Regions from separate parts of the Mus musculus genome. Here all the other regions are linked to region 3. Evidence: chromatin contacts called from public Hi-C and HiChIP or PLAC-seq data. All regions are on one chromosome and are shown on one strand. The core of a region is the stretch at or near the end of the contact, and the rest is flanking DNA. Distances in the headings are between cores, read along the strand shown.

The links. A called contact is a pair of places that touch in the nucleus more often than the background predicts. HiChIP or PLAC-seq counts read pairs in DNA pulled down with a chosen protein or histone mark.
Region 1: an H3K4me3 HiChIP or PLAC-seq map of bone marrow-derived macrophages shows a contact between it and region 3, with 2.8 times the contacts expected there. The contact joins two enhancer-like sites. A contact is called at or near these places in 1 of 15 datasets of contacts at CTCF or cohesin (the NIH/3T3 cell line), 2 of 484 Hi-C or Micro-C datasets (the AML12 cell line and embryonic stem cells), 3 of 115 datasets of contacts at active chromatin or transcription factors (the HPC-7 cell line, bone marrow-derived macrophages and embryonic stem cells) and 1 of 9 other capture datasets (embryonic stem cells).
Region 2: a contact with region 3 is called in an H3K27ac HiChIP or PLAC-seq map of microglia, with 4 times the contacts expected there. The contact joins the promoter of Pacc1 here to the enhancer-like site in region 3. A contact is called at or near these places in 1 of 39 promoter capture datasets (macrophages), 1 of 484 Hi-C or Micro-C datasets (bone marrow-derived macrophages), 3 of 115 datasets of contacts at active chromatin or transcription factors (memory CD8 T cells, microglia and pancreatic cancer cells) and 2 of 9 other capture datasets (adipose tissue and liver).
Region 4: a Hi-C map of bone marrow-derived macrophages shows a contact between it and region 3, with 39 read pairs. The contact joins two enhancer-like sites. A contact is called at or near these places in 2 of 15 datasets of contacts at CTCF or cohesin (CD8 T cells and large pre-B cells), 5 of 484 Hi-C or Micro-C datasets (bone marrow-derived macrophages, embryonic stem cells and stem cell-derived epiblast-like cells) and 8 of 115 datasets of contacts at active chromatin or transcription factors (the 230-238 cell line, the HPC-7 cell line, bone marrow-derived dendritic cells and 4 more).

Annotation. Positions count from the first base shown.
Region 1 is chr1:191,256,360-191,260,967 of GRCm38.p6, forward strand. No RefSeq gene overlaps it. Among named protein-coding and RNA genes, the nearest start is that of D730003I15Rik, 34 kb to the left of the region's middle. Within about 2 kb of position 2,947, at least 66 of the 459 cell types and tissues checked have an H3K27ac peak or open chromatin away from gene starts, as enhancers often do. A contact at or near this core is called in bone marrow-derived macrophages, where this site is marked.
Region 2 is chr1:191,322,978-191,327,598 of GRCm38.p6, forward strand. It overlaps Pacc1 (proton activated chloride channel 1), which reads left to right and starts at 2,925. Exons shown (of 8, transcript NM_025864.4): 1 at 2,925-3,099. The coding sequence starts at 3,064.
Region 3 is chr1:191,109,438-191,114,087 of GRCm38.p6, forward strand. No RefSeq gene overlaps it. Among named protein-coding and RNA genes, the nearest start is that of Gm46178, 9.1 kb to the right of the region's middle. Within about 2 kb of position 1,849, at least 74 of the 459 cell types and tissues checked have an H3K27ac peak or open chromatin away from gene starts, as enhancers often do. A contact at or near this core is called in adipose tissue, bone marrow-derived macrophages, liver and 2 more, where this site is marked.
Region 4 is chr1:191,290,040-191,294,376 of GRCm38.p6, forward strand. No RefSeq gene overlaps it. Among named protein-coding and RNA genes, the nearest start is that of Nenf, 26 kb to the right of the region's middle. Within about 2 kb of position 2,587, at least 132 of the 459 cell types and tissues checked have an H3K27ac peak or open chromatin away from gene starts, as enhancers often do. A contact at or near this core is called in bone marrow-derived macrophages, where this site is marked.

The sequences.
Region 1 (4,608 bases), core at 1,697-4,196, 150 kb after region 3:
TTCAACCTTTCTGCCCCAGTGTGCCGCACAGGACCCACAGCCAACTGGGTACAGACCTTTCCTCCCTACTTGAGCCCATTGACTGTAGAGCCTGGCAAAGTGTGTGGCCTGCAGGAGGTGCCTAATGATGATAAAATGAAGTGAGAAGTGAGCAGAGCACACAGGTGGAGGATAGAGATGGAGAGAGGAGAGAGCCCAGGCTGGGATGAAGAAGAGGTCTTGCTACAAAGCAGGAAGAGACAATTGACTTGCCTGCCCCTCATTCCTCCCTCCTCTGGCTATGAACTTCAGTTGCCTCCGCCCTCGTTCCCACATCAGTCTCCTCTCCATCCTTTAAATCACCTTGTCCTCCACATCCTTCCTGGTGAGGCCAGGCTTTTCCTGCTGAAAGGGCAGGCAGGGAGGAGCAGGAACATTTCCTGCAAAGGGTCAGCCCTGCTAAGCCCTCTGTTTAGGCATCTGAGAGATGCTACGTCTTGGCAGAGTTGGTGCCTTCAGATATGATGGGATTTGGGGAAGCCAAGCAGAACGTCCCCAGTTTCTAGCTCCTTTGTCTAAACAGTCCCAGGAGATTCTTCCTGGTTGACAGCAGCCTTCCACCGGACTGAACCTGTGCTACCGGTTTGTTCTCATGTCCTAGCTCTCCACAGGAGGCTTCCGGGGCAAGGGTCTGGTCCCTCGCCTGCTTCAGCAGCCCAGCAAGGTCCTGCTGTGTTCAGTGTGACCTTTGTCTTCTGACCTGGCTGTTGGTCAATCAGTCAATCAGATGTTATTGAGGGATGGGCCCTGTTGTGAGTGAAAGAGACTCAGAAAAACAGGGCAGGATCCTTGTGCTTGGAGAGTGTGCATGGGCGGGGTGGGACAGCTTAGTTTCGCACATTGGAGATCTCACAGCTTCAGGACCTGCATGGAGCCTGCTACATAGCAAGGACAGTCAGCAACAGCTCAAGGCCGCACTGCATTCTCTGCACCCTCTAAAGATTCCTTCTGCCTTCCCCTTTGACAACTGTCCAAAGGCCAGGGATAAAATGCTTGGGAAGAGTTTGGTGACAGGAACACTTGGGCACACCCAGGTCTCCCTTGACAGCTGGCCTAGGACCATGAATTTACCACAGAGCTGCTGGAGACTGGATTTAGATTCCAACCCAAGCTCAAAGCCCAGTATTGACGCAGCTTGAGCCTTGTAGAAATGGCCCAGCTTGCCTCAGCGTCTAAGCTGTCAAGTAGGGACAGGAATACCAGCTCATGTGCTAGCTGAGAATTAGTTGTTATCCATATTTCAAAAGAAACAGCAAGGGGGTTGATCAAGAGGCAAGGTCAGGAGATGAGAGAAAGCAGGCAGTGAGCCAAAAAGGCTGGTGGCACTGGCTAGAACTGGCAAGACCAACGAGGTCACTTGCTGTGTGCTGGCCTTATGCTCAAAGCCACATACCTCCCAAGTTACAGGTGTTATCGTCACTCCACAGATGAGGGAGAGAGAGCCTAAAGAGATTAAGAAATCTGCCTGAGGTTGTCCAAAGCCAGGATTTGAACCCTAATTATCTGCCACCAAGCCCTGTCCCACCCACCCCCACTCCATCCCCCAATCTTCAGTGCTGCCAAAGATGGCTGAAAAGCCAGAATCTGTTTACCAGGGCCTGAGGCAGAAATCCTCTTCCTGTGACCTCTCTGTGACCCACACCCTCTTCTGTAGAGTTGCCAACTTCAAACAGCTATGATCTTTCCACCTGTGGCCCTCCCCATTCTCAAGAACTCAGCAGGGGACACTGTGAACTGGGAATGCCTCTGCCACTTCAGCTGAACTGTTGTGATGGCTCAGTGATAAATGGACTATGAGAAAGACATCCCCGATGCCTCAATTGGAGTGAGGCATCCCATCATCCCACAGGAGCTGCAAGAGGACAACCGTCAGGCCAATGCCCCCTGCCCTCAGCCATCCTGGCTCTGACTCCCTCCCTCCCAACCTGAAGCAAGCATAGATGGGGCCAGGAGAAGGAGGGAGAACTGGCCAGCTAGGGAGAAAGTGGCTTTGCTTACATTTCACATTGGACACGTGGGGTCCAGAATTATCTTTTTGTTTGCCACCTTGTATCCCAAGAGACTTCAGCTTGCCCTCCATGGGATGGCAACAGATATTTCAGAACCTGCGGGAAATTTCTTGTTCTTCCTTTGAGTCAGAAGATTTAAAAAAAATTAAACTAGAGAAAGATCTAGTTGGATGCTATAGTTCTTCTGGGGATATTCTTTTCTCTTAAAAATTATACACGACCATTTTTGTGAGAAAAACTGTAGCCTGAAGAATTAGTCATAGATGTGGCCACTAAGAAGAACCATTGTTGGAAGCACCCCAAGGAAGAGCCAGCCAGCCCTTCAGAAATACCCACAGCTCTCTAAGGAAGCCTGAGCTTTCCCAGTGTGGTCTGGGAGCAGTGGGAGGAGAATTAGGAAGCAGGCAGACACTTTAGATGGACATAAACCTGGATGAAAGTTGGCTCACTCCACAGCCAAAAGGAACCCTGAGCACATTCGGTGGAGTAGCGTTCTGCTTTCTGTGAAGCTCACTTCTGTAGCAGACAGGAAAACATCTGGATTTTCCTCACATCCCAGCCTCTCCCTGCTAATCCTAATTGTATCACAATGTTACCTCTCACCCCAAACCACACTAGAAGCCGGCTGTTTAGAAGAGGAAGGGCCCTAGAGTTGTGATGCTTAACCAGGAGTTTGGAGGAAGACCTCTCTGAAAATGAATGGAAGCTGTGAACGGGAGAAGTGTATGCCGGGGCTGCACCAGGGAGAGAGGGCTTCCAATTGGTCCAAGACCAAGCTCTGCTCGTATTGGCCACTCTCCTGTTGTTGTGGTAAGAGATCCTGACAAAAGAACTCAGGGCTCACGGAAGCTGGGTTTGTTGTGGCATTTGGTTCTATTGGCAGAGAACAGGATCATGATGGGGAAGTCATGGCAGCAGGAAGCTGCTGATCACACAGAAATCACAGAGAGCAGGAAGAGGGGCCAGGCTTATCAAACATCAAAGAAAAACCTCAAAGCTCACCCTCAGCGACTACTTCCTCCAGCCAGGCTCAACCTCTTAAAGGTACCAGAACCTCCCCAAATAGCACCAACACCTGGGGACTGAGCGTTCAAACATTCGAGCTCACAGAGGACATTCCTCATTTAAATGACCAGACTGCTATTCCAAGGGACCCAGTTGTGATTCCCAGCACTCATTTCAGGTTACTCACAACCACCTCTAATTCCAGATCCACAGGGATCCTGTCCTCCATGGGCACCTGCGCTTACATGCACAAACCTACACACACACATGCTAGTTAAAAATATGAACTACATTTTAAGTGCATGCTCACCTGCCTTATGTTCCATGCAGTATCATAGAACGAGGGATGTGGGCATCTGAAAGCTGGCCACCAGAGTGAGGAGAGGCCAGGAAGCTATTGAAGGCAAGCTTGCTGCTGCTGGCTTCCCTCCAGTGAAGCAGACTCCCCCACGGCTGGCCACATGGACACAGTGCTGAGGGCTCGTGTCTTAGCCCTGGCCAAGCCTCCTGCCTGGTGCTGTGACCTGTTGCAGGCATGCACACAGACATGGCTGTGCACTGTGTCAGTGGCTCTGTCTGTAATTCACTCGACTCTCACTGCAGTCCCAGAAGAACTGCTCAGAATCTTCTTCTCAAGTTCGTCTTCCAGGAGTTAAACAGAACTCACCAATAAATAGTACTATTTATTGGTCGTTTACCTGTGCCGAGACATTGTGTTGCTTTGAGGTCACAAAGCCATATTTTATGAATAAGGAAATTGAGGATGAGAGTCTATTTATCCATGGTATAGAGTTACTAACCCGAGTTTCTCCAGTCCCAGTTCTTTGATGAGAATCCGTGTGTTCTGTGTTATCCTCAGCACAGTCTTGTGGCGTGGACAGCTACCATTGCCCAGGACTAGGGAATTTGGTTAACACCGTTCTAAGCGTTTATTTATTTTTATCTCATGTGGATGGATATTTGCCTGTGTGTATGTATATGTGCCAACTGCATGCCTGCTGAATGAACAGGTCAGAAAAGGACATCAGACGCGCTGGAACTCAAGTTATGGACAGTGCGGATGCTGGGAGCTGAACCTGGGTTCTCTGCACCAGCGGCCAGTGCTCTGAATCATTGAGCCATCTCTCCAACCCCAGTTAGCAAAATTCTAAAACCACATTAGTGTTCAGGACTCACACTCCAGTAGAGAAGGGTGGTAGCACAGGGAGACACCAAATGTAGCTGATTTTCCTGGGGTAGATCTTCCATAGCTCCACAATAGGCTTTCTGCGAAGAAAGCCACAGAAACCCACTAGGTTGCACATGGTCCTTTACAGTACAGCTTTGCCATACCTCCATCAAGAGGAAAGTCTTTACTTTGAAATGCATTGCTTTTAGCAGTAGAATTTGTTGGATGTGGTGGTGCCCTGAGAGCACCCCTTAAGCAAGCTGGCAAGGTTGATGGAAGACGGTGGGGGGAGGGGGAGCAATGAGGAGAACTGAGACTTCCCAGACAACAGCAGTCACCAGATGTCAACGAGGCTCCCTCCATCCCCAGCCCAGCTGCCAACTATGC
Region 2 (4,621 bases), core at 1,675-4,174, 210 kb after region 3:
AGAAGAGGGACTCCACAAGGAGGCCAACAGAGTCAGCTAACCTGGACGCTTGTGGGGCTCCCAGAGACTGAATCACCAACCAAAGAGCAAGCACAAACAAAAGTTGGCCTAGGCCCCTGCACCTATAGCAGATTAGCAGCTTGGTCTTCATGCAGGTTCTCCAACAACTGGAGCAGGGGCTGTCCCTGAGACTGTTGCCTACCTGTCTGCCTGTATATCCTGCACCCCTAAATGGACAGCCTTGTCTGGCCTTAGTGGGAGAGGATGTGTGCCTAGTCCTGAAATCCTCTTGTGTGGGGCTGTGGGTGTGTGGGTATGAGGGTATGGGGAATTAAGATGGGTGTGGGGGGAGGGTTGACATCCAGAGGGGGGCTTCCCTTTCTAAGGTAAATGGGGGGAGGACTTACTTGAGGGGGTACTGGGAGTAGAGGAAGGGCTGATATTGGTTTGTAAAGTGAATAAATAAATTTAATTTTAAAAGTTGTCCTCTGATCTCCACATACACACCACACACCATCACACACACACACACACACACATACTAGCAATGCATAAGACAAACAAGAAGGGACATGAGGAAACAGCCACCTGGCCTGAAAAACAGAAGTCACACACTTCTGAAGCATGACCCTGGGAGAAGAGTCCTTGGGGACCTCAAGGGCTGAAACCCCTATTTTATGTTCTCTCCACACTCGTTCCACAGAGCCACAGGAATGAGGGAGCTGGGTGTCTTGCTCATTTCTGGATCCGGTGTGGATGCGGCACAGTGTATGGTAGTGAGTATGGCCTCAGATCTATCTGGTTCTTCTCGGCTATTAAATCCTGTATGGCACATTCTATCAGCTACCCTTTTATCAACACAGTGGGAAATTTAATTAGTTCCTGGTATTTTTTTGGTTTGGTTTGGTTTTGGTTTTTAGTGACAGGATTTCTCTGTATAGCCCTGGCTGTCCTGGAACTCACTCTGTAGACCTCGAACTCAGAAATCTGCCTGCCTCTGCCTCCCAAGTGCTAGGATTAAAGGCGTGCGCCACCACCGCCCGGCTGTTGCTGGTATTTTTGTTTGGTAAATGTCTTTAGGGTTTGAATAACTCTGATAAAATGCTATGATCAAAGGTAACTTGGGAAAGAAAGAGTTTAAATTCACCTTACAGTTTAAAAATCTATCACCCAGGGAAGTCCGGGCAGGAGCTGATGTAGAGGCCATGGAGGAGTGCTGCTTACTGGCTTACTCCTCATGGCTTGCTCAGCCTGCTTTCTTATTGCACCCAGGACCATCAGCCCAGGCAGGGTGGCACTGCCCAAGTGAGCCGGGCCCTCCCACATCTATCACCAACCAAGAAAATGCACCACAGGCTTGCCCACCGGCCAATACAGTGGAGTCAGTTTTTTAATTGACTTTCACTCCTCCAAAGTTGTGTCCAGTTGACATAAAACCAGCTGGTACAATAACATTCATTAAATGAGATGTAAACTGGTATTCCATTAATGAACTTACCCAGAATTCGTTAGGTACCTACATGGTATTAAGCGCTACACATACTGACTGTCTATAGCTGCTTCCCAAAGTTTTGGCAACCATCAAGTGCGCATTTGTCTACATTCTGGCCCATTTAATAGATGGAAGAGCAGAGGACCAGGTGGCAGGGCAGGGAAGAGTGGTGGTAAGACACAAAGAGAGGAGCCCACTTCTCCCTGGCACACTTTGATAAAAATGTTAAACTTTTACCAGAGATCTGCTAAGTTCTTAAGTCTTCCTTCCGATGCTCATTCTGACATATAAGCAAGAGCTTTTACCAGATGAGGCAATTGGATGCCATGACCAATATTAGGCTGGAACCCCTGCTCACCCCCTGCACAAGGTAGGGAAACCACGCCTGCTCTCCTTCCCCAACCCTGCCCCCACAGAGACACCCTACCGCCACTCCTGTCTGCTTGGAGAAAACTCCTGGCTAACACATCATCACTCCTGTCTCCCTGTTTCCAGCATCCCACCAAGAGTGCCCACCCAGGGGCTTAGGTTTTGACCATGTATGGACACAAGACTAGCTCCTAGCTGGCAGGTCATCACTCCTTGCCTAAAACCTATAAAACTGCCTTGCTTTATTCTAGGAGTGGGACTTTGCTGACCCCCACCTGTGAGATTGGTGAACCCTCCTGAGAGCTGCCAGCTAATAAACCCGTCTTTATCTATTTTTAATCTGGCCTATATCTGTGTCACTGAGAGAGAGAAAATGTCTATCAACCAAGAGCAGATCCTGCTGGGCTCCACCTTCTGCCCTGGCTGTCTTACATAGACTCAGATAGCCAGCTGACTACCTCATGGCGGTACCAGCCACAGGTACTTACACACACTCTACAGGAACCTTAGTAAACTATACAACTATTGCAACCCATTGCTTGGCTCTGGAAGGTGCAACCTGAGCCAGGGTTGTTTCACACAGTCCATATCGACTGCTGGCTGTCACAAGCCTTGTTGAACTCTAGAATTTTGTTATTCCTTTCTCAGATGAAATAACTTCTCGATCATCACTCTCTCCCTATCCTTACTGACAGAAGGTATCCTCATTACCTCAGTGTACTAATCTGTAAAATAGAGAGAGAGAAAAAAAGTTTCCTTTGCAGGATTCCTTGAAGGATCAAGACGTAAGCGTACGGAGAGCTTGGTACACAAAGGGCTCTTTGGACATTTATTGTCATTATAAACCGCAAGGCCCAGTTTCCTCTCCCCTTACTGGGCGCTCCGACTGGCCTTTGTGCCATGCTGCACTCAGGCACTCCATTTTTCTGCCTGTAACAAAGAGAGGAAGTGCGAGGCTATTGCTTGCCTCTCTAGCGGGAGGTTGAGCCCAGCTGGTGCTTTCCCCACCGCTCCCGGCACCTAGAACTACAACTCCCAGCGTCGCCCGCGGCGGCAGCAAAAGATGCGCATGCGTTGAGCGCCGCCACGCCTGGTCTTGGGCGGTAGACTAGAGCGGGTCTTGCTTAGTAGAGCGGGCACATCTTGGAGCTCGCGCCTCCTGCGGCGTCGCGGTCCCTGGTGAGCCGTAGAGGGCCAGTGCCATGATCCGACAAGAACTCTCCACGTCCTACCAGGAGGTGCGGACCGGACGGGCGCGGAGGGCGGGCAGGGCGCCGCGACCCCGGTGCAGGTGGATGATTGGCACTCCGTGGCATGCGGGCTCTGCAGCAGGTGGAGCCCCTGCGTGGTCCCGGCACGCGGGGATAACAAGGGACCCTGGAGTCTGGCTGTGGGGAACGCGTGTGGCCAGCAGCTCCTCGGCAGCTCCTCGCCTTCCCCAGAACCCCAGCAGCCCTTTGTCTGTCGCCCGAACCTCCCGCTTCCCTTCGCAGAGCCGCGCTGGCTCCGGGCCCCTTCTGTTCCTCTGGTGTGGGGCTTCCCCGGCTCTGCCCTGCCTGGGTGTCTTTCCGCGACGCCGCATCCTTAGCCGTCAGCCACCACTGTCCAGGTTTGCTCGAGGCCGTGCAGCCGCCCCATGCCGTTAGACCTTGTCCAACCGGAGCAGCCCAACCTTAGCTTGTCTCCATGTCCGTCTCCACCCACGGAGGCCCTGGCCACACTGGAAACTCACACTCTCCAAACGAGTTAGCAGCGTGCTGAACTCAGCGCCCTGGGGTCACTGATGATCCCGGGTGAATACCAGGATGCAGACAGCTCTTGCTTCTGCGGAGTTTTGGGGTACTAGCTTCAGAGGACCGCAGTGTAGCAGAGCTTATAAGATAATGTATTGAAATACAGGCTGTTGTCCTGTTCGCAGAGCAAGGCCACAAGTAGATAGATTCAGGTGCTCACTGGAATCGTGCCTAATGGTAGAAGGCGTTAAAGAGGCCCCGCCTCCCTTTGCGTTCTTCAGATCTGTTTGAAGTCCCAAGAAGACTGGCTTGCATCTTTCTTGCCCGGGTTGTTTTGAGAGCGGACCTAATGAAATTAGGTATTTGCTGAGGTTCCGCTCTAGAAAGGAGCTTTCTGAGAAGTTTGGCCTGGGATAGGCAAAGGCTTGTGCTGGCTGCTGAGTATCAAGAAGGCGATTGGAGGGACGGGGATTGCCACTATACCTGGGTTCTTGGGACCACTGTCCCTCTTGAGTTTTGTTTTGTTTTGTTGTTGTTGTTTTGGTTTTTTTTTCTTTTATGTAAATCATCTAGGGTAAATGTGAAAGATCTCTGAGGGCTGGGGGTGTCTGTAGCCGAGATGGTTCAGTACTTGCTTAGTACTAGGAGGTAGAGGCTGAAGGCCCAGAAATTCGAGGTCATTCTCCACTATAGTGAGTTTGAAGCCAGCCTGGATTACATGAGACCCTGTCTCTGAGTGGAGAAAAGGTACCTTTTCATGTGATATCCCGATGAGCCTGGGCTGGACCCCTGCAAACCACGGGGTTCACCTGCCTAAAATGATGGGACACTGATCCCGGACTTTGCTTTCTCAGCAGCAAGATTTCTCCCGTCTGACAGGTCATGTGAGAAGACTGCTGAGCTAGATTGCGGTTGCCTGGTACCTGGACATCTGTCGCCCCTGCTTTGCCATTTGCACCCACATCTGTGGGCTTTAGTGTCCCACGGAGACACCAGTTTTGCTGTTGTCAGTTTTTTTTCTCTGAGT
Region 3 (4,650 bases), core at 599-3,098:
CAAAAGATGTCGGATCCCCTGGAGTTACAGGGAATTGTGAGCTACCACGTGGGTGCTGGGAACCACACTCAGGTCCCTTGCAAGAGCAGAAAATGCTTTTAACTGCTGGGCTGATTCTCCAGCCCTGAGAATTTTGTTTCTGGTTGGGCCTTCCAACTGCTCCATTTGCTCGTTCATCAGCACAGGATCAGTGGACACACTGCCCCTTCATTTAAGTAAACAAGCATTTGGGGAGAAGAGAACAGTTCTCTTTCTCAGGTGCCCATTCTTCTTGCAGACACATGGGAATGCCAAGTAGGAGAGCAACCTGTGCCCTCTTCACATTTTCCCTGGACTCGCCAGTGTTGTGAAAGTTTGAATCATCTTTTTGTTTGTTTGTTTTGTTTTGTTTGAGACGGGATTTCTCTGTGTAGCCCTGGCTGTTCTGGAACTCACTCTGTAGACCAGGCTGGCCTCCAACTCACAGAGATTCACCTGCCTCTGCATCCTGAGTGCTGGAGTTAAAGCACGCACCACCATCGCTTGGCTAGATGGAGCCTTCTTATAAAGGGAACAAGAATCAGGGACAGAAAGGAAAGGACTTTGCTGTAAGCATGGATGCTAAAAAAGAAGAACGAAAGAAGAAAAAAGGGAAGAGAAAGAGATGATGCTGGTGAGATCACGCAGCCAGCGAAGTGCTTACCATGCACGATCTCAGTCCAATCCCCACCATCCGGGTAAAGGGAAAAGGCCAGGTGCCCCTGGGGCACACCCGCAGCCTCAGCACCGCTCAGGAGAGGCAGGTGGGCCTCTGGAGCTCAGTAGCTAGCAGGCCAGCAGTCTGGCTCAATGGTGAGTCCTGCCTGGGTTTAGTGGAAAACCCTATCTGGGGGACATGGAAGAGGATGAAAGAAGAAAAAGGGGGAGGGAATGAGCAGTGAAGGAGGGACTTCCACTGTTGACCTCTGCCCTCCATGTGCATAAATGCACATGTATATGCTGGTACACATGAACGTACACACATACCATGCACGCACAAACAAAGTAGGAGGGATGGAGAAAAAACAACAGGAGGAAAGAGACTAGATTGTAACCCTTCCCAGGCAAAGGACTTGACACTGGCCACTCCTGCAAGCCCCCTGCCCCCTGTCTAGGAGGGAGGGCATTCCTTCCTCCTTGTCTCTTAGCTTGCAAGGGCTAAAATTGCACAGTTCCTTTCTGAGGCTTAAGAAGACTGGTGTTAGAAGACAAGGTTTATGTCTGCTAGGAGAACCACAGGATACTGCATTTTAAGCCCACGAGATGTTAAAGTCATGCCTTCTGTCCTTCAGTTTGTAGATGAAGAGTCTCGGGTACCAGGAGAGGGAGGCACAAGTTCAAGAGTTCAGAGGGTTGGGCCAAGGCTTCTCCACCACAGCTGGTCAGGGCAGGCTCCTACTACTGGAGTCTGAATCTGCCTTGTTCTTGTAGCAGAAGGTTAGCAGAGTTAAGGATAGCGCATCTGTGAGGAAGCAATCTACAGATTCTGTTGGTTGTTTCCTGAACATCCTTGATCCACACACTTAGTTCCAATATGCAAATTGCTCTATCTGCTACCAATAATTCTATTCAAATTAGCTTCCGAACTCTCGAGACTCCCTCCCTAGCTGCAGGGTACACAGTCTGCCCCTGCTGGTTACCTAGAAACTGTGTTTTCAGAGGCAGGGAACCCAGACAAGCTAGCCAAGGTGCTGGGATGAAGCTGCCTCAGAAAGGAGAGGGTAGGACAAGCATTGGGAAACAGACACCACAACAAGTGCCTCTGTTCTGAAGAACTGAAAGTCCTTCGTGCTGTCAGAAGTGGTCACGTGTCTAGGAGAGATGAGGGACAGGGGAGTAGTGGCCCAGGATGGGATTCACCCTGCTGTCTTCACTGTTCCTGTGTCAGAGGCTGTGTATGAGGCCTCAAGGGGGAGGGGTCTGCTGGGTTTGGGGGGAGGGTAGGCCGCTGAGCAAGATCCCCAAAGCATAGAAAGTGTCAGAGAGGGAGGAAGCTGGTCCTCACGCCCACACAGCCACACAACTTCCTGTCCGAAATTCTGTAGCATTTTGCACAAGACCTGCCTCGAACAGCTCGGATGTTTCGGGGCTGCATTCAGCCGTAGTTTTACCCCAGAACTTTGAAGAACAGTGACAGGCAGGAAAGTGAAAGACTTGAAAGCCCCTTCTCTTTCCCAGTGATGGGGCCTTCCTCTGCAGCCCTGGGCGTTCTTACTGACAGGAGGCGGTAGGCTTGGCCCAGCTACAGCTAAGAGAAATGTGCAAACCTTAATACTCACCAGTGTCCCTGCCTTCCCTCTTCATGCAGGAGGTCCTGCTGGGTTGTCTGTGCCTCACAAGAAGGCTTTTGAGAGATGGGGACAGGAAGGAGGGGAAAGAGCAGAGGGAAATAGTACTGATTCAAGGGTTCTGAACTTGGGGACCCCGGCCCCTGGGGGGGCAGCCATGACACTGAAGCAGAACCCTCAGAAATGCAGCCCAATTTGAAGCAGTCAAGGCCAGAGTCTCAGCACTACGGGCGGGCACTTAGAGGTGGCAGCTTCTCAGGATTGTCCCTACAGAAACCAGCACTGTGACACTTTAATACAGCCAGTGTGACAGAGTCTAGAATCACCTGGGAAACAAACCAGTCCCTGTGGATGAGGGACTTTCTAGATGGGATTCACTGAGCCGGGAGGGACCACCTTAAACGTGGCAGCATGATCCTGTGAGCTGAGGCCGCAGGCTGAAGAAAAAGGAGAAAGCAAGCTGAGAACCAGCATTCCTCTCTGCTGCCTCATGCAGATGAAACGTGACCCGCTGCCCCTCCTGCTGCATCTCTTAGCAGACATGATGGCCCACGACCTTAATCTTATTGTCTTTTACGTTTTAAAAAAAGATTTATTTTATGTCTATGAGTATGCCATTGCTGTCTTCAGATACCAGAAGAGGACATTGGATCCCATTACAGATGGTTGTGAGCCACTGTATGGTTGCTAGGAATTGAACTCAACCTTCCTGGAAGAGCAGCCATCTTAACCATCTCCAGCCCTTGTTTTTAAATTTTAAAACTTATGTTTGTTTGTTTGTTTGTTTGTTTGTTTGTTTGTGGAAGGGCACATACATGTCCCTGTGCATATGTGGAGGTCAGAAGACAACTTGTGGAGATGGGGGTCTCTCCTTCTTCTACCATGTGGATCCCAAGGATTGAACTCAGGTCATCAAGCTTGGCAGCAAGCACCCTTGCCCATTAAACCATCTAGTAAGCCTTTTGTCCCTTCTTAAACTGAGCTAAAATGAACCCTTCTCCCTTAAGTTGCTTCTTGCCAGATGCCTGGTCACAGCTGCTAGAAAATAGAGTTGTTTCCCGTACTGGTTGGGATAAGGGAGTGGAGTGTGGCTACCAGCTACCTGTTATCGTCACCAACATAATTTCTGATCCTTAACAAAAGTCTGTCTGTAGCCAGTGATAGTGAGGTTGGTGGGGCTTCCTTGATGGGCTCCTATCCTTGAAACTGCTCAGCTGTACTCTTGGGCGTTCCAGCATGACATTTTCTAGTCCAGCATTCCTAAGAAGACCAGAAATGTCATCACAGATCAGACCCAAGGCTACTGGCTCAGAATCCTGATCATAGCCCTGAGGGAAGGCGTGAGGGAGAACCCAGTGTTGGCACCATGGAATATCAAAGATGTGCCTTGGATATCCCCAATTCCCCTAATAACCTGCTATTTGTCTGCCTCTGTTAATCAAGACTTCTGGAGCAGTGTGTTGCTGCTCCACGGTGCTCTAACCCAACCCTCCAGCTTTAGGGGGTGACAGTGAGACCGTCTGGAAAACAGAGCACCCCAGACCTGATGGAACTTATTCAAAATCCTTCCTCTGGAACAGCAGCAGATCCCAGAAGTACCTTCCAGAACACCACAGACGTCACAAATTCACTGCAGGCCTGGGTTCACCTGTGGGTACTTTTTGAAATTGAGAGAAAGCAGTTTGGGAATTTCAGGGGTGGCTGGTATCTGCAGAGCAAAGAAGAGTGGCTGGTGTGGAGGTACACACTTGTAATCCCAGCATGTGGGAGACCAAGTCAGGAAGATTAACTTGAGGCCAGTTTGGGCTTTAGAAAGTGTTAGGCAAGCCCGGTATGGTAGTGCACGCCTTTAATCCCAGTAGTTGGGAGGCAGAGGCAGGTGGATCTCTGTGAGTTCAAGGCTACAAAGTGAGATCTTGTCTTAAATTAAAAAGGAATGAGGATGTAGCTCATTTGACAGATTGCGTGTGTAACATGCATGGGGCTATGGTTCTGTCCCCAACATCACATAAACCAAGGGAGGTAGCAGTGTAACCCCAGTACTAAGAGGTAAAGACAAAAGGATAAGACGTTCAAAGTCCTCAGATGTAGACTGAGGCCAACCTGGGGTACAGAAGGCCCAGTTTCCAAACCAAACAACTTCTAAAAGAAATGAGAAATGCAAGCGAGTGTGTTCAGAGAACATGCCTTAGGCAGCCAGCCTCAGGATTTCTGACCTAGGTGAGAACTCTGTCAATTCTAGATTTAAGACAAAGGAAAGTAATTCTTGCAAACAATGTTCTGCCTCCTTTCTCTCTTCCCAGACCAGTTTCTCCCAGTTTGCACATTCATTGCCACAGTGCAG
Region 4 (4,337 bases), core at 1,337-3,836, 180 kb after region 3:
TAGACACACCCAAAGGGTCATCTCCTAGGTGATTCTAAATCTAGCAAAGCTGACAATACAAACTCACCTTGGTCACCTTGATACCAAACACTTCTTTACATCTGAGCAGCTTCTTGCTAGTTTGCACTCTGGGCCTTAAACTGCATCCATCATAATTACCAAGGACTAGCCAGGCATGGTGGTGTATGTCTTTTATCCCAGAACCCAGGAAGCAGAGGGAGGCAGATCTTCAAGTTCAAGGCTAGCTTGGTCTACAGAGTGAGTTCCAGGGCATCCAGGGCTACATAGAAAAACCTTGTCTTGAAAAACAAAACCAAATAACAACAACAAAAACCCGCTAAGGACTAATACTATTCTGTATGGTAATGCTATTATCAGTACCTTTTGTTGTTGGGATAAAAAGGACCACAAGGGCAACTTATAGAAGGAAGGGTTGTTTAAGCATATGATCCTGGAGGGCTGGAGTCCATCCTGGCAGGGAGCGGTGGCAGAAGCAGCAGACATGGCAGCAGGATCAGGAAGTGGAGAAATCGCATCTTCAACAGTAACTACAAAGCAAGAAGAGCACACTGCGAGTGAGGTTAGAAACTCCCAACACCCACTCTCTCTCACTAATGGACATCCACCAGAAAGCCTACAGGTTCCAGAGCCTCCCCAAACAGTCAAGCAACTGGGGACCAAGCATCTAAATACCTGAGCCTATGGAGGACATTTCTCCCTCAGACCACCACATTCCACATACATACCACATACCACACACACACTAATACATGCATGCATGCACATGCACACACAAAGGCACACACACACATACATGACCACATTAACAGTTACAATAAGGAATATACTGGGTAGTTCATTTATTATAACTCTTCCTTAGGAATAAAGCCAGAATGCTAGAATGTGTGACATCCTCATTGGTCGTTATGTGGAACCAGCTATCCACAGACTCTCAGGGATGGTGTGGTAAATCCTGAGGCTCTGAGCAAAGGGTCTTCTCATATTTGGTTGAGACTCGTTTAGCCTTTAAGACACCTTCAGGGCTGGTGAGATGGCTCAGTGGGTAAGAGTACCCGACTACTCTTCCAAAGGTCCAGTGTTCAAGTCCCAGCAACCACATGGTGGCTCACAACCATCCGTAACAAGATCTGACGTCCTCTTCTGGTGTGTCTGAAGACAGCTACAGTGTACTTACATATAATAAATAAATAAATCTTAAAAAAAAAAAAAAAAGACACCTTCAGGGGCCAGGGAGCACAAGAAGGGAGGCCGCTGACTCTGTGCTGACTGCCATCCTAGGGACCTAGAGTCGCAGTATCCCAGGCATCAGGTAATATCAAGACCAGACTTGGGCAGTGTCCAGCAGTATGACAGGCCAGGGGCAGGCAGGTGGCACTATGTATGTACAGGAAACATCTTGGCAAGCTGGAACAGTGTCTGTGGTGGTGCAGGTCTGTAATCCCAGCACTCCATAACCAGAGGCCAGCTCGAGCTACATAGTAGCTTTGAAACCAGCCTGGCTACACAGTGAGTAGCAAAAAGCCAGAAAACTAGAGGCTGGGGAGCTGGCTTGTCAGCCAGAACCATCTCGCTCTTGAAGAGGACAGATCCATTCCCAGCACCCATGGCAGGTGGCTCACAGCCAACTGTAACCAGTTTTCTAGGGTGTCTGATGCTCCTGGCTTCTGCAATCACCTGCACACATGTGCACATACCCCTACACATACACATAATTAAAGAAATAATAAGTCAGCCAGGTATAGTGGCCCATGTTTTTAATCCTAGCACTCAGGAGCAGAGGTAGGCAGATCTCTGTGAGTTTGAGGCCAGCCTGGTCTACATAGTGAGTTCCAGGACAGAACAGTCTAATGATCTTCTTCTTCCTCTTCCTCTTCCTCATCCTCTTCCTTCCCTCCCCCTCCTCTCCTCCTCCCCCTCCTCTCCTCCTCTTCCTCATCCTCTTCCTCCCCTCCCCCTCCTCTCCTCCTCCCCCTCCTCTCCTCCTCTTCCTCCTCCCCCTCCTCTCCTCCTCCTCCTCCTCTTTTTCCTCCTCCTCCTCCTCTTCCTCTTCCTCCTCCTTTTACTTCTTCATCCTTTTTTTATAAAGGCCAACACTAAAGAAATTAATAAATAAAAAGTGTCTGCTAGGGGCAGTTCTTCCTTTTTATAGTTCTTAAATGACCAAGATTTTTTACATTACAAAAAGCTTTCTGCTTATAATTAGACCAAATGATCATGTTATTCCACCACAGGGAAACCAGGTTTGGCCCTACACCCAGCAGCTGCTGCTACTATAGGGGCCTTTGGCCTCATGAGACCAGAGCCCCTTTCCCCATGCTAATCTCACAAGATTGCATCCAGCCCTCTCAGCTCAGGCCTGTTTCTGGCAACCACATCTGCCCTCCCTTGTCCTTCCAGGGTTTTCCAGAAATTCTTTGCCACTGTTCCTTGGCAGGAGACTACGGCATCACATGGCCAGTGACTGGTGCCTTCTGACTCACGGAATGGAAAGAAACCACACAGAGAAGCACACAGGGCCTCTGTTGCCAGCCAGGGTGACCACATGGAACGGGAGGTGATTCATCTGAGCCTGCCTGGCATTGGCACTCGAATACACTTGCCTGGAGCTGGGCAGTCAGCCCTTAAGTGATGCGTGGGGTATCCCCCTCCCAGGGCAGAGCAGCCCCTCCTAGGAGGAATAAGTGGCTCTCTGCCTCTGTCCCAAGTGGCTGACAGATGACCAAGGAGGTTGTAGGACAGCTCTGGGGACAGAGGTAATTAGATCAAGAATCAGGGTTGGGGACTTCAGAGAAGAGGTAGACAGGTGGAAGCTGAGTGTGGCTGGGGTCCTTTGCTCCAAATTCTTCATCACACCTGGTGTCTCCAACACAGAGGAGACACAGCTCACCATTCCAGAAGGAATATAATCAGTTGCTCACATAGTCCTTTTCAAGGCCAAGTGCAGAGGGGGCAGGGCACCAAGGGCAAGCGCAACTCTACGTCATTCCCCACTGGGCACCATATGACAGTCCCATTTTATGTATGAGGAAATTTTAACCAGAAATATAAAGCAGGTTGCCGCAGGTGACTGCCACCAGTGACAACTCTAACCACGTTGTGTGGTCCAGCTCTGCTGTGAGCTGCTGATGGATACAACATCCCATGCAAGCTCCACATTTCCCTTCACATACATGGTCTGACATCATCCTCAGAGCAGCACTGTAGGGAGGATGTTAGTGTTCACACAAAATGAGATCAGAAAGAACAGCAAGGCACAGGGTGTGTGATGGACAGGGTGTGTGATGGACAGGGTGTGTGATGGACAGGGTGTGTGGACAGGGTGTGTGATGGACAGGGTGTGTGATGGTTTGTATATTCTTGGGCCAGGGAGTGGCACCATTTGGAGGTGTGGCCTTGTTGGAATAGGTGTGACCTGGTTGGAGTAGGTGTGTCACTGTGGGTACGGGCTTAAGACTCTCACTCTAGTTGCCTGGAAGTCAGTCTTCCACTAGCAGCCTTTGGATGAAGATGTAGAACTCTCAGCTCTGCCTGGACCATGCCAGCCTGGATACTGCCCTGCTCCCACCTTGATGATGATGGACTGAACCCCTGAACTTGTAAGCCAGTCCCAATTAAATGTTTTTTTATAAGACTTGCCTTGGTCATGGTGTCTGTTCATAGCAATAAAACCCTAACTAAGACAGTGTGGTAGCTAGTGTTTCAATTGTGAGCCTAGCCTTTAAAGGCTGAGCTATCTCTCAGCCCCTATGGTGGCTAGTGTTCAAGTTGTGAGCCTAGCCTTTAACTGCTAAGCTATCTCTGATACCTGTGATACTTTTTAATTGTACAAATGATACAAGGTAGACTAGACTGGCAACAGTCTCAGTGAAAGATTCTTTAGATCAGATTGGCCTTGGTGGTGGTGGGACTGTCTTGATTACCTTAATGGCGGTGGAAAGACCGACCTACTGTGGCAACACTAGGCACAGTAGGCAGGGCCCTGGACAATGTAAGAGTGGAGGAAGAGAGCTGAGCAGTAAATATGTATGGATTCCTTTTCTTCACAGCTGTGGCTGGCTGCTTCGGCTTCCTGCCTTGGCCTCGTCACTGTCATGGTCTGTAACCTGGAGTTGTAAACTAAAACAAGCTCTCCCCGGAGTTGTTTGTCAGAGTACTTAACCCCAGCAACAGAAATGCAACACGTACAGAGAGCTCGAATGCTCTGGAGTTACAAAGTGAGTGCTGTGGAACCTCAGCCAGGACCTTCCTAAGCTGGAGCACCGTGGTTTGGGATGTTCCCTGCTGCCTATGGGGAAACCTGGCATGTGCTGAGCTGT